Linked DNA regions of Zea mays: region 1 is linked to region 2. A link is a contact called in public Hi-C data. All regions are on one chromosome and are shown on one strand. Each heading gives the region's core, a stretch centred on a gene start, on an enhancer-like site or on the middle of the called end of the contact. The rest is flanking DNA. Distances are from core to core; before and after follow the strand shown.

What was found. A called contact is a pair of places that touch in the nucleus more often than the background predicts.
Region 1: a Hi-C map of ear shows a contact between it and region 2, with 4 times the contacts expected there. The contact joins the promoter of LOC103632253 here to the enhancer-like site in region 2. A contact is called at or near these places in 3 of 25 Hi-C or Micro-C datasets (ear, leaf and tassel).

What each region holds. Positions count from the first base shown.
Region 1 is chr7:37,200,849-37,208,124 of Zm-B73-REFERENCE-NAM-5.0, reverse strand. It overlaps LOC103632253 (myosin-6-like), which reads right to left and starts at 5,671. Exons shown (of 39, transcript NM_001301539.1): 1 at 5,426-5,671; 2 at 3,750-3,878; 3 at 3,181-3,324; 4 at 2,811-2,956; 5 at 2,575-2,731; 6 at 2,313-2,371; 7 at 2,025-2,184; 8 at 1,691-1,840; 9 at 1,469-1,605; 10 at 1,244-1,390; 11 at 1,043-1,144. The coding sequence starts at 5,428.
Region 2 is chr7:36,782,518-36,789,911 of Zm-B73-REFERENCE-NAM-5.0, reverse strand. No RefSeq gene overlaps it. Among protein-coding and RNA genes, the nearest start is that of LOC100217028, 170 kb to the right of the region's middle. Within about 2 kb of position 1,716, at least 10 of the 20 cell types and tissues checked have an H3K27ac peak or open chromatin away from gene starts, as enhancers often do. A contact at or near this core is called in ear, leaf and tassel, where this site is marked.

The DNA.
Region 1 (7,276 bases), core at 4,422-6,921, 410 kb before region 2:
CCTATTGGACCATTTTCTCCTTAAATATATAATTGTGCAGTTCTCCTGCGCTTTCGAGAGAGAAAACTTCTTGCCACCATTGTTGCTGCTAGAGCCTGCGTCGTTGTGCTTCTCTTCAACAACTCAGACTTCCCACTCGGTACGAGTGAGTCGCAGCTCAGCTTGCGCCGTCAGCAGCTTCTCCACATCATTGTCACGTTGTCGCCCCTTGGAAGACTCCTCGAACGCCCACAAGCGCCCGACAACTTCCGCCACCGACATCGTTGACACATCCCACCATTTCTCTATGGTGCTCAGTGCTCACAATGGGCAAGAACTTGTCGGGGACGAAACGCAAGAGCTTCTCCACGACGCTTGACTCCTCCACTTTCGTGCCGAGAGCACGTATCTCATTCACAACAATGGTCTCCAAAGCAAATTTACTGAATTTTTCAGACTCACCCATGAACATACCATCAAGATCTCTCTTGAGAGTTTGTACTCGGGCCTTCTTAAAGCGATCTTCACCAACGCGCATCTCCTTGAGCGCGTCCCATGCCTATTTCGTCGTCTCTTGCTCAAATATGGCCATCACCTTGTGCGCGCATGAAGATTTTCATCTTCACCGTCCACACGCTGTAGTTGTCCTTCGAAAGCATGGGATAACGCAGTGTCACCCCCGCCTCCTTTATCTGCACCTCGTCGGCGCTGTTGTCGCTCTTGTCGCCGCCGATCTTCGCCATCTCACGAACAAGGCTCCGATACCAAATGTTGGCCCAACTCTCTCACTTGAGCACTCACGGGATTTTCACTGACCCTCTTGGATCTAAGAAAAGGAAGTTGAAGAACACATGATGGAACACAGCCTACTAGCTTCTCTCTGTGGACGCACAAGCACTGAAGATTGGCTTCGGTATTACACATGTATTGCACACCAGCACCACACACTAGCACCAATATCCAGTTTCCAATAAAAAATTGTTGATGTGACTTTGCTACACTATATTAAGACATCGATAAAGATAAACAGAAGATTAAACGCAAAGGCATACCAGTTAAGCACCTGTTTGTCTTGAAACTCTCAAAACCATATATATCCAGTACACCAATCAAAAGCTTCGAGCTTAGATCTTGTCCTATTGAAGTATTTATCTTAGTTACAAGCCTGAAAAAACAGCAACATAAGTGAATTATCTTTTTATGTTACGGTAGTAACATACTATAAAGCAACAATAATAAACTTCTTGATAATGTGAGAACTTACCAATCAAACAAACGAGAGTAAACAATTCTGGCTAGTGCATCTCTACTGAGAGCTGCTGCTCGTGCATCTAAATTTTTAACAATACTTTCACCACGTGTTACCATAACACGCTTACACAAAGATTCCTCAAGAGCCTTCTCATCACACCTGAAATGTTGTCAAATGCATGTCATGCAAAAGATGACAAGCTAATATTATCGAGAGAGCACAAGAAAGCACTAATACATGAAAAGCTCCGCAGCTGTCCTAAGATGGAACTGGGACTTGTCATCTTTGGGTACAGAAGAATCTGCTTCACTCCCTTCTGAAAATTCCACATTGCCCAAATGAAGAATAGCAGCAACAACTCTAAATATTGCATCCTGCACGAAATGACAACAGAAGTTATAAGCAAATATTTTAACTTCAGATAAAATAAATTAATTTCAACCATACACATGTGCATACCTGTTCATCAGAACTGATGCCCACAATGTCCATTGCCCTCCTAGTTATGATATATTCTGAAGCATCATCCATCGCATCAAGCTTAATACAACTAGACTGGTTAAGATAGTGAAATGATGCGGCATCTCCCAGTTTATATCTCTCACGGTCCTGAAACGGCAACACTTTAACTCAGATCAAAAGTTGAAAACACAGTTGATGGCAAAATCTACATCATCAAAAGAAAAGCAGTACTACAATGTAGTAAGCTGGAACACAGTTGCCGCACATATATTGTTTTTGTTTACAAAGTTGATGTTTAGAATTTGGTTTGTAGCCGTGTTCAACTTTTTACCTCAGCTGGTGCATTACATAGCATGTAAAAGCAGTGATAGTTCCTTTCTGGATCAGATATTTGGCAGACACGAGACCTTTCTAAGAGGTAAGTCCTTATGGCAGCTCCTGAGATCTTCCCATTCTTGTCAAACTGAATCTCAACAAATTTTCCAAAACGACTGTGTAATAAGATAAAAGAAAGTGACAAAGTATGAGGAAAAATAAAAAAAATTGTGCTAAATGAGCAAATGCCAACTATTGGAAACAGGAAAAAGCAAATAGTAACCATGTTTTTAAAGTTCATTACCTTGAATTATTATTCCTGACTGTTTTTGCATTTCCAAATGCCTCAAGAACAGGATTTGACTGCATCAATCAAATAGATAGATTGGATAGTATAAGACACTAGAATGGCATTAAGATTGGTGAAATGTGAGTTTGATGCAATCATTCAGAAATATCAGCTTGTTCCTTTACAAACATTCCAAGATGCCAGTTCATAATCCATGCATCCACTATTTTTAGTTGCTAATATTCCCAAGTGCAAGAAGAGAAATTGGAGCCCTGACCTCCAGTACTTGTTGTTGCACTGACCTTCCCCCAGATTGAGCTTTACCACCCATAAATGCAAGATACTGCATAAGGCTTTTAGTGCTTTCTGTCTTACCAGCTCCACTTTCGCCACTCACTAATATGGCTTGACTTTTTCCACAATTCATCATAAGCCTGCATAGTCGGTATGTCAGGTACATACAACACAATAAATGCATAAAATATTCAAGCTTTCCTAGGGGTTGAAACACACCTATATGCATGATCTGCAATAGCGAAAGGATGGGGGCTCAGCTCGCCAAATTCTGCGCCTTTATAGATTCCCATCATGTGATTGTTATAAAGGTGGGGAAGTCTTTGAAATGGATTAACAGCTATTAAAATGTTGCCAGTATAAGTCTGGAAAGGACAAACATCATTAAGTGGTTAGATCAGGCCACAAGGTTGTTCTGTGCACTAGAGCATATTATGGAATACAAACATATGTAGTGTTACAGAATTCCAAACTCCTCTAATATAGAAACTAGAAACAGTAAACACCTTAACACCAATAAACATAAGAACAGCAATGATGCATGAGTAAAAATAATAAAAGTGTTGATATGTTGAATAACTCAACTTACATATATTTCATTCATTCCATATCTAGACTTTAAGTTCTGTAAAACTCCTGGTTCATTAAGATAAGCTAGCCTCGTCATATCCTCAACGCCACAGCGCTTCGCTTCTGCATCCTTAGGATACACACTTGAGACATTTGCAGTAACCTGTAAACAAAATATGTTTATTTATTTTTATTTATCATTATCCATCTACTTCAATAAATTAATTTACTAGTATAAGCTATAGTAGTATATTCTGGCACATTGGCACTCGTGAATTAACAAACTGAGACATACAGACAATTAACCTGAGGCATAAAAAAGAAATTTTAAGAGAAAAGTAATGCAACAGCCTCGGTAAAGCATGAATAGAAAGTGACAAACCATCAGGACCAAATAAACTAACAAAATGTCAATTTTGGCAGAAAATAAAAAGAGAAACATATTTTTTCTCGAAAGCGCAGGAGAGCTATGCACCTTTATATTAAGAAGATAAGGTCCAAAATAGACTGGTACAAGAGTAAAACAACCACCCGACGGTGGCCAAAACAATACATAAAGAGAAACATATCACAGAACTAATAACTGACCTTCTTCCCAGAAGTGCAGTTTATAATTAATTCATCTCCTTGTACCTCCTCCACCAACCCATCAATCCAAGCCACCTCAGCATCCTCAACCCAAACTTGAGAACCCACTGTAAAGCGGACTTTGGATGCCTGAAGCAGAATATGCACAAGAACACAACCAATGTCAGTTGACAAGTCATTACAGTAAACTAACAAGTGTGAAGAATGATGAGTGAATAAAGAATGGAAAAGCCTACAATATCTCAATCCAAAAATACAGTGAGGAGAAACATTTATTGAGAAAGTAAATAGTTGAGAAGTTCCTGAATATCAGATCCTTCCATTGTGTTTGAACTTACAAATGCCATATGAGGATCCACATCTGGTAATAATAGGACATAACTAGGGCTGGACAAAAATCTCAAAGCTCGGCAGCTCACTCAACTCAGCTCGTTAGTGCTTAGTGGCTTGGTTCGGCTCGGCTCGTTTATATTTTCAATGAGCTGAGACAGCATTTTAGCCCATGTAGTTAACGAGCCAACTCGTGAGCTGGCTTGCAAACCTAACAAGCCAAAGTTATTGATCTTGAATTTATATTATTTTCAATTACTTCATGTCTTGCACTTTACAATTGGTTGATGACTGATCTAGATCCTGTAACTTGGGATTATTATGACTTTACACTTTGTTCTTAATGGGCGTATGGATGCTTTATGTATGTGGTATAGAGTATGGATCATTGATGTATAGTGCAATGCTATAGTATATTGTTACACTTGTATATATGTTAGCATATATATTTTTGTTTGATTTAAGGCTATTGGATGTTTTAGTTCTGTATTATATTACACTTGTATATATGTTAGCATATATATTCTCAAACTTTAGGTAAAATGAAAATATTATATTTTGTTTATTTTTATATCTGGCTCGTGAGATTAACAAGCCAACTCGAGCTCGTAAACGAGATGAGACCAGCTGCCCTTCCAGGTCGTCAAGATAACGAGCCGATCCGAGTCAAGCTGCCTCGTTAGAATGTGCCGAGTTGGCTCATTATCTTAACGAGCCAAAACGTGGCAAGCTAGCTCGTTATCCAGCTCTACCTATAACCTAGCTCGTTATCCAGCCCTACACATAAACTAAGATTCTAGTTGACAGAAAAAAAAATACTAAAAGTGTGAAGAAAGAAGTATATATAAAGCATCCATAGACATTGTCCCATGATTTAGGTGCCCATTTTTGCACAAATAATGAACCAAACAGAGAATGAAGGTCCTAACAATTCTTGATTAATGCTAGCCCAGCAGTTTCACAAAACCTTGATCAAGTTCCATGAGATGATCCGAGTGTCTCAGTGAGAAGAACAGCTTGGAATCCACCATAAGACAGTATGAGGGGCTGAGGTAGAGACCCCAACCTCACCACATTGCACAACCAAGGTCGGAAGAAGGAAGGACAACAAAAGGCTGCCCACATTCGTATCCTAGGTCCACCATTTCCCGAAATTATGCCCGGTTCAGTAAGACGTGTTTATTGAAATGTCAACTGCTTCAACTAAACGATCACACCAAACGGCGTGGAAACACCCCGAACCGAGCCTGCATTTCGGCGCCCTCATCAAGCGAGGCAGTCCCCAACACACTACTACCCAAACAAAGCACAAAAAAATCGGAAGAAAAGCAAATTGCAGCGCGTACCATTCCGTCGGCGGGGCCTGATCGAGGCCGGCGGCGTCGAGGGCGAAGAAGCGGCTCCGCTAGCGCGATCGCCGCTACCGACCTCCCGTCGCCGCGAGGGGGTAGTTACTAGTTAGCGCCGGAGCGACCGACACGCGAGCCCTAGGCGGGATCCGCGCTGCCGCCGCGGGCGTGGGTGGAGTCCGCGGGATCGCGACGTTAAGCGTGCCGCTAGATTTGGATTCGGACCTGCGTTTCGTGTTTGTTTGTTTTTCCTTCCAGGGAGGAAGGCGACTAGCGCCTACCGAGGCGCGGGCAGGTGAAGAGCGAGGACCGAGTCCACGAGTGGGTGAGAGGGAAGGGGAAGAAGGCCCTTCCTTCCGAATTATATATAATACAGGGCTTATAGATTATACTAGTGATGTGTTCGTACGTTTTCATTAGACGGGAAGTGTGGGGAACAGCGCTTAGGCTACTAATATAACTTTTTTTATTTCTAAGCACTAAGGTACGTGTGGTGTGGTGACACTATTTTTTGCGGGTGTTGAGCGTGAGAAAGATGAAGCTGTGGTAGCACCAGGTACCTACATTAGATTCTCAATAGAGTAATATAGATATAGATTTCTAAACTACGTGTGGTCTGGTGGTGGCTGCGCGAGCGCTGGGATCCATAGGGCAGTAGCTGAGAGCGTGCGAAGCGTGGGGCCAATAGGGCACGACGCTAAGGTGGGGGTGTGTGGGGCGGGCCCAGTGTGTTAGCACGGGATGAAGTCGTGGTAGCACCGGGTGCCCACCTTCCGTTCTTAATAGTAACAGGGATAAGATTTTTTTTCTAGCAAATATATATCTTATATCTCTACTATCTATTATAGTATAAACCACGACATTATTATGATTTTATCCCACGTGACATTCACCCCGTGACGCTTATCCGAAACCTCGCTCCCCCCCACCTCCACCTTCGCGTCATCCCCACCCCCGCCACCGCCTCGGAAGGTCATACCCCGCCCTTGCCCCCCCCCCCCCCCCCGCCTCACATTGTTCGGCGCCTTGCGGCGGAGGATGCCTCCCTGTGCACCTTATCCTACCCTCGCCACTGCCTCAACTTCCTGTCCACGCTCGACCTGCCCGACGGCGAAGTTTCGGTGCTCGGGTCCATGTCTGCGAGGTCTCCACCGGGTACTTCGTTGGTGAGGACCGCATCTTCGGCCCTGATCCCTCCTTCCAGTCGCGCTCCTTCTCGTTGTTCCCCTTCGTCGCCCGCACCACCAACGCCCACGGGATCTCGGTGCCGACAACGCCGCCCAGCGTCGTGTGCTTAAGCAGGCGGTCGAGGAGGCCAACGTGGTCGCCAAGGCGCTCAAGGCAACCGACGTCGCCCTGCAGGTGGTCGTCGTGAAGAAAGAGCGTGCCCTAGAAGACCTGCGGGGGGACAACGAGGGCCTCAAGACCAGTGAGGTCGCTGCGAGGGAGCGCGCCGAGGAGCTCCTGAGCCAGCTCGCGTGCGATGAAAAAGACAATGTGCTGAGGGCAAGCTTTGCGCGGCCCAGCAGGCCGAGGAGAGGAGCAAGAAGGCGACCGACGAGCTCGCCGCAGCGCTGTCCGCGGTCGCCGTGGAGGCGAAGCAGGTCAAGGCCTAGCTCTCCAACGCGCAGGCCGAGCTGGAGGCCAGCAACGCTAAGGGCGACTTGGTGTGTGTTAGTTCCTATGCTTCATGAAAATTGTCTTTGCTACTGATATGTTCTACTTCGATTTCTCGACGACTTCCATTGGTGCAAGAATGATCTGCCCACACATTGTCAATGTCTTTGTCCTACTTGGAGGAATCCTCTCGTGGGGACTCCACTGTTACATCCGAAGAAGGTTCTTGTT
Region 2 (7,394 bases), core at 467-2,966:
ACAGCCGAAGAGCTTCGGTTTGAAGTAATGACGAAGACCAAGTATGATGAAGACCGAAAAGGGACCAACACCATCTAATCCTTAATAAGTTTATGGATGAATGTCAAGGGCATGGATGTACTTTTACTCGGGCTGCGTCCCGTGCCTATAAATAGATGAGCAGTAGCACCGTACTATTCACGTTGGATTGTAATTACTCTCTCGCATCCATACCTTCGAGCAAGCCGAAGGTATCAATGTAATATCAATCCTGTTAATATTCATGTATGTTTATGGTACAAATATGAATGAACCATTGAATTATTTTTGTTATCTTCATGTATTCTTATTCATATATGAAATGATGAAGGCACGTCCTTCATGACCTACGTCCGAAGATCATTATATCTGAGAGGAGATAATGCTTCAAAGGACGAAGGTCTTTAATGCTTAACAACTATGTTGCCTTGTTCTTGATTCACAGCATTTAAGAACAAGTGGCCAACACCAGTTAAAAGGTCCTTGATCATCAAGCCTACATCGGCTCGGTCCTTAAACGACTCAGACAGAGACACTACATTGAGACTTCCTTCTCGTGCAAGTCACCCGCCCGGTCTCATCTTTATCATTTAAACCCCAAAGTTTGGTACCTGATAGAGGTACTCTTTTCATATGTTGAACCCATCATGACCGTAATGGATCCACCATCATAAGTTTTTTTTAAAAGTTCCCATCCAGTGTGAAGCATCACCTTTTTCAACACAAAACATTTTGTTTTTCTAAAGCAAGGCTAAGCATCATAAAACTTATTTGAATAAACCAGGTAACAAGGAATGATATTCAATTTCTCAAGGAAGGAAATGCATCAATAGTTTGTCACAAAATTCCTATCACCTAATGCAGCATTCAAAGTTGGTAAAACTTTAAAATACAAGGAAAGGTAAATGCACCAGGGCATTCCTTATGTTGTCGGAGTTTCTGCTTCCTCACCACAGATATCAAAGTAAAAGTTATTTTCCACTGGAGGATTCTCGATCTGAGGAACAACCTCTTCTTCTAGTGTGGATTCTTCTTCGTGTTCTATACATGGCAATACATGTATATGAATGCTTATGCTATGTTATGGATATGCAACTGTATAACAAAAAGATAATAAGTTGTGTCTTGAATACAACTTTCTTTCACGGTGCTTATCAACCATTGAGACTTCCTGGGTAAATAATCTTCTAAGATTACATTACTAACCTTCTTAGGCTACAAGTGAAGGTAAGTTTACCAAGTTCAACTTTATTTACAAAAATTACCTCTAATTAGTTGATATTAAAATGGTTGATCTATGGAACTAATTACTGTTTTTCTGGTCAAACATTGTCCAAACAAATTCAAACTTTACTCAAAGTCTATAACCAATATTTGAAGTCTACCCAAAAAGTTTTATGATTTTTGGGATTACTATATTATTTCTAAATTTCTAAAAGGATTTACTTAAGTACCTTTAAATGCTACATAATTCAGGGTTTGAAATAAAAATCTAGGAATTATTTTTATTAAATACTACTTGATTTTAGGAGTCTAGTAAAATTGGTCTCATATTTTTTATCATTTTTTTACTATTTTCTACAGATTTCCCAAGTTATCAGCAAAAAGAAAAGGAAAACCCCATCAACAGAACTAGGCCGAAACAGGCCCGAGTCTGCCCAAACCCACGAAGATCGCACAAACGCCCGCGCTTTTGTACTACTTTGCATTGAGCCCCTTGGGTATTCGAATAACCAAAAACTGATCCTATGCGTTGTTCTCGGAGCCATCAACACTTACAAAGAAACCCCCCTTTCTTTCTCCTTCCATGATGGGGTCCCCAACCACGGACGACTGCGCAAATGCCCCGACAAACCGGTTTAGGCCACCACACCCCATAATCTGAGCTAAAATTTTTTATTACACCTAATTCAACTCTCGGTGCCAGTCTAGGGATCAAAGAGCGGACATGATTTGTATTCTAGGATTCGGTCCATGAGCACCAGTGGAACTGAAGCTCTCAGGAGCTTGTTCCCGCGAGCACACAACAATAGTATTCAAATTGAAGGTGCAGTGAGCCTAAGAAACTCACTGGGACTCCGTAATGGCAGTCGAGAAGATGGGTGAGGGGATACAGTAGTGGGTCGACGTGGAGAGTGTCCTCGACGGCATTCCATGATGGCGACGTAATGTTCTTGGCGCCTCACTACGGTAGCGTTCAATCGGTCAAGTCAGTGAGCAACCTGAGACCATAAGGACGCTAGAGCATAGACTAAAGAGGTATGACCTAACCTGGATAACTCTGGCCACGACAAGGTGTATCACGACGGCGTCCGCGGTCGATTGCGAGGAAATCCAAAATTCTCAGGCTATAGCCAAGGAAAGGGATAAGCGAGTGGTGGACTAGGTTCGTAATGGATGGGCGGAGCTAGCGTGGCACACAATATAAAGAGATCACCCGCGGTGTGATCCAATTTTGGATGAGCATGCCACGATGAATGACCCAGAGGGTGCCATGACCATGACACCACGATGAATCAAGCGGCTACGTGTCCTTCACCAAGAACATGGCGAACTCCGGTGATGATATCTCGACCGACCGTGTGGGAAAGTGGGCATGACGGTGAACTAGCTAAGGGCCTATGTTCACCCCTCCTTGGATCTTTTCATCTACCCAAAGTTATCCACTTCGTACTGAGCACAAATCTCCTAGGCGAGCACGGATCGTAGCGTGAGATCGTTGGTGGCGGTTCTCTGAATCGGGCGATCTTCTGCAGTTCACTGTTCACATTGAATGCCTCATCCTCTTGCCTGACAGCCCGACTTTGGGGCGTTTTACTCCAATTTTTGAACAACACTTGGTCCAACTTGGTATAAAGGATTTGTTCCCCAATGTAAGGGCTACAACTTTCTTATAAGGATCATAGTCCTTAACTCCATGGATCATGCACAAATTAGCTCCCAATTTGGAGAAATGTCACTGGTTTCTCAGTTCCAGCACTGCCCTAGTTTGACAGCACAAGTTTGGATGTGTTTTACACTAGGTTCCATATAGTTTTAGGGCTAGATTCCCTACACAAGTTTGTACTACTATAGTAGCTCCACAACTTTGTTATGGTGACTTATAGCAAACTCTTCATGGATCAAGAAATGCAAGAGCCCAAAGTTGGCTCATTTACACTATTTTCAGGGTTTAAGAGTAGAGATGCTTACGGACTTGTTTTGCAAATAACTCCAAGTTTCACCACAAAACTTAGAAATCTCCAAATATAAAAGTTGCTTAGTTTTTGTTATTCTATTACTTTGATATATACACTTTTGGCAAAAAGTGCATAGAATTAAAAATCATTCTATAGGGCACTAATTAGGGTTTTGGGCTCCAAATTAGGGTTTTGAGTGTCCTAGGGTACATTAAGTGCTTGACCTCTCTCTGAATCATTATTCTTTGAACCAATCCACCAACTTGGTAAGATCACTCCTTAGTGTTTACCACATAAAGTCACATGCTGCTAGTCCTTGGAGAATGACACTTCAACCTAGGGTTAAGTATCCCCTTTTCCAGACTATACCATCCCACAAGCACCACATCAAATATTTTGTTTTGAAGTTTTAGCCTAGTGGATGCAGTCTAGGTGTACCACACACAATGTAATGCTAGTGCATATGATGTCATGTCAAAGTTTAAGTTCTCGTAACACCAGAGGTGTTACATGATCCACTTTGTGATTAAGTGATTTGATTAGCTTCCTTGACCCCTTTGTTTTGGTGCTCCTCATGCTCTTAAGGGGCGGACTTAGGGTTTTGGTCACTTCCCCTCCTTTGATCACTATGAGATGGTTAAGTTGAGCCCTCTAGGATGCTTAGTACCTAATTAGAACCTTGTTCCTTAAGTGTGGTGACTTTTGCCCTAAGTGATCCACATGTGATAATGGGTTAAGGAGTCTGGGTTGGGTCAATACTAAATCTGCACTATGTTCAAATGCAGGATCCTAGTACTCAGGACAGTCGAGGAAAAACACCACCCTTTCTTGATGAGCTTTACACTTTGTTTGGTCGAACCACACACGATAGGGGCATTTTGATTAGTGTTGGAGGTGTTCGTAAGCCCCCCCGAAGCTATGGCAGCCAGGATACTCCTAACGACGGTGTGGGTTGCTCCAATATTATATCATTGTCCAAAAGGCCTATCAAGGAAGCCACAGTGGATAGCCCTCCTAAGAAAAAGATGAGTTTGGAAGAGCACATTGCTATTATTTCTGAGTCCATTTGCATCAGAAACCAGGGAACTCTTAGTCGTGGACAAGAAGAAGCTGACGAAGTTGTGCGACTCTTAAAGCAAGATGGACTTGAAGAAGACTCTGATTTTACTACATGGCAACTATTCTATGCAAAAACAAAATAGATAGGAGGTTTTTCCTTAATATGAATACTAAAGAGGGACGCCTCCATTGGATTAGGTTCAACTGGGATCATATTTCGATGTAGCTTGTCTGTGTGGTCTTGTAATAACGCTTTGATGTACATTGTTAAGTTTTCCAGTCTAGTTTTGAATGTTTGTGTTGTAATAACTATGGGTCATTTTGATGATTGCGAAAAAATTGCAGTTTAGTTTTATTTATGTGTTTGTGCACTTTAGTTTTATAACATTTGTGTTAAGTACTGCATTTCTATTTTGAAAGTTTTATATTCAAATTCGAGATGAGTATTGCATTTCTGTTAAATGTAGGCAACTCCAAGATGAGTAGTGCAGAAGACTCCGGTCACAACAACACGGCAAGTGATGATAGTTCCATCATATTTCAGCAAGCTGGTGCAGCGGCAGTTCTAGCTGCTTTCGCTTCTCGTTTGTGTACTGTTGCTCCTATGATTAATCTTCCTCCTCCATTGCCGCACGTGACAGGACGGCAATGGGTGGAACTTAATATGTGGGACTTTAGGAAGTGTCATGACAATTTTCGTATGACTCCAGATTCTTTTATAGAATTGCATGATACTTTAGTGAGGTATTGAAAGTCGCCTAGAGGGGGGTGAAGAGGCAAATCTGAAATTTATAAACTTTAAGCACAACTACAAGCCGGGTTAGCGTTAGAAATAAAGTCGAGTCCGAAAGAGAGGGCAAAAACAAATTGCAAGCAAATAAAAGCAGATGACACGGTGATTTGTTTTATCGAGGTTCGGTTCTTGCAAACCTACTCCCCGTTGAGGTGGTCACAAAGACCGGATCTCTTTCAACCCTTTCCTTCTCTCAAATGGTCACCTAGACCGAGTGAGCTTTTCTCCTTAATCAATGGGTCACTTAGACCCCTTACAAAGACCACCACAACTTGGTGTCTCTTGCTTGATTACAAGTTGCTTGAGAACAAGAATGGAGGAAGAAGAAAAGCGATCCAAGCGACAAGAATTCAAATGAACACAAATATCTCTCTCTCACTAGTCACTAATTCTTTGGAATGAGTTTGGGACTTGGAGAGGATTTGGTCTTTTGTTTTGTGTCTTTGAGTGAAGTCTAGAGATTCTTGTATTGAATGCAATGGCTGAAAACTTGGATGCCTTGAATTGTGGTGGTTGGGGGGTATTTATAGCCCCACCCACCAAAATGGCCGTTGGGGAGGCTGTCTGTCGATGGGCGCACCGGACAGTCCGATGCGCCACCAGACACTATCTAGTGCGCCAGCCACGTCACCCAACCGTTTGGGTTCGATTGTTGGAGCTCTGATAAATTGGGGCACCGGACAGTCACTGTTCACTGTCCGGTGCGCCTTCTGGCACTGCTCTGACTCTGCGTGTGCTGTCTGTGCACTGTTCACGTTCACTGTTCACTTTTGCAGACGACCGTTGGCGCAGTAGTGTGATACCCGGTTTGCAAAGAGGAGAACTGGAGGTTATTCTTTTTGTTCTTTTTCCTCATTCGAGTGATGCGCTTTGGGAATTTGGAATTTCTGGAAAATATTCACCTGTAAGACAGTAGAATTTCTTTGGTTAGTTGTTTGCGATGGGGTCGGGAGCTGTCACATGGGCAAGTTGGGCCTTGAACCTTGATTCGGCCCATTAGTCTCCCCTAACCCTAGCCGCCCCCCTTTCCCCTTAGGATTTTTGCAGCCGCCCCCTTCCCCTTCCCTTCCTCTTGGACGTCACCCCTCCCCCCTCTCCCATCTTCTTTCTCCTCAAACCTTTGCAGCCCTCACCACACAAAACCCTAACCCTCCCCCCCATTTCTCTTCCCCCCTCCAAGGTGCAGCCCTCCCGCGTGTTCTCCGTCGTGTGGCTGCGATCTCAATTGGAGTTTGGAGGGAGGAAGAAGGAAGGAGGAAGGGAAGAACCCAAGGTGAATTCATGTTTAACTTTTGTTGTTTTTGTGCTGCAATCAATTGGATTATGCGTTTATCTTTGCGAATCGGTAGAGGTGCTGTCCAGGAATTTTGTGAGTGGGTGGACAGCAGTAGTTCTAGGGATTTCTGGGAATTTTCGTGGGTTAATTAGTAGGAATCAGTGGGATAATCATGTAGAGCTTTGTCATACCTTTCCAACGAGTACTTATGCGCTCGATTCGGAGTTATAATTTAGGAGATATCATTGTTTGAATCCGGATATGTTGCTGTCCAAAAAAACAGATTTTTCAGGTGGGTGAACAACAGTAGTATTAGCAGTTTCTGGGAATTTTTCGTGGGTAATTAGTGATAACCAGTATGATAATCATGTAGGGCTTTGTCTTATCTTTCTAATGAGTACTTATGCGCTTGATTTGGAATTATATTTTAAAAGATATCGCTGTTTGAATCAGGGTATGTCGCTGTCCAAAAGAGAAAAAAACAGATTACACGGTTTATCTTGTGGACTGTTTTGAGCTAATTAGATGTTGGAATTTTATTATAAATTGTATACAAAACTTGTGGGGAATTTGATATAGATGCCTCTGGAGTTTTTGGTTGTCACCACTGCTGCATAATTTTAAAGTTATGAAATTATTAAGCAACGCCGCTACAGTTTGGTGGGTGCGGGAGAATTGTTACCCGTGGCGGGGTTTGAGATTGTGCGTAGGTGCGGCGTCGTTTATGAGGCTTATTATGTGAAATTGGTGCACTAAGTTGTGTGTCAAAAATAGGTGGTGGACTTCTGGATCGTACTTAGGGATTTGCCCAAATTTCCGGTGAAGGCAAGTAAAATAGTGATGGTTATTCTGTCTGTCGAATGAAGAGTCCTATACTTGATTATGTTTGTGCTATTTGTGTTCGTATTTATATTTCTAATTGAGTACCATCGTTGGAAGATATTCATGTTTTATTGATTACATATGTTGAGTTTGTGGTTTGATCATGTTACCCATGTGGTTTATTATATGGAATGGGTGGAAGTATATGTCTAGCACATTTTGTTTGGGAAGAACTCATATTGTTGAC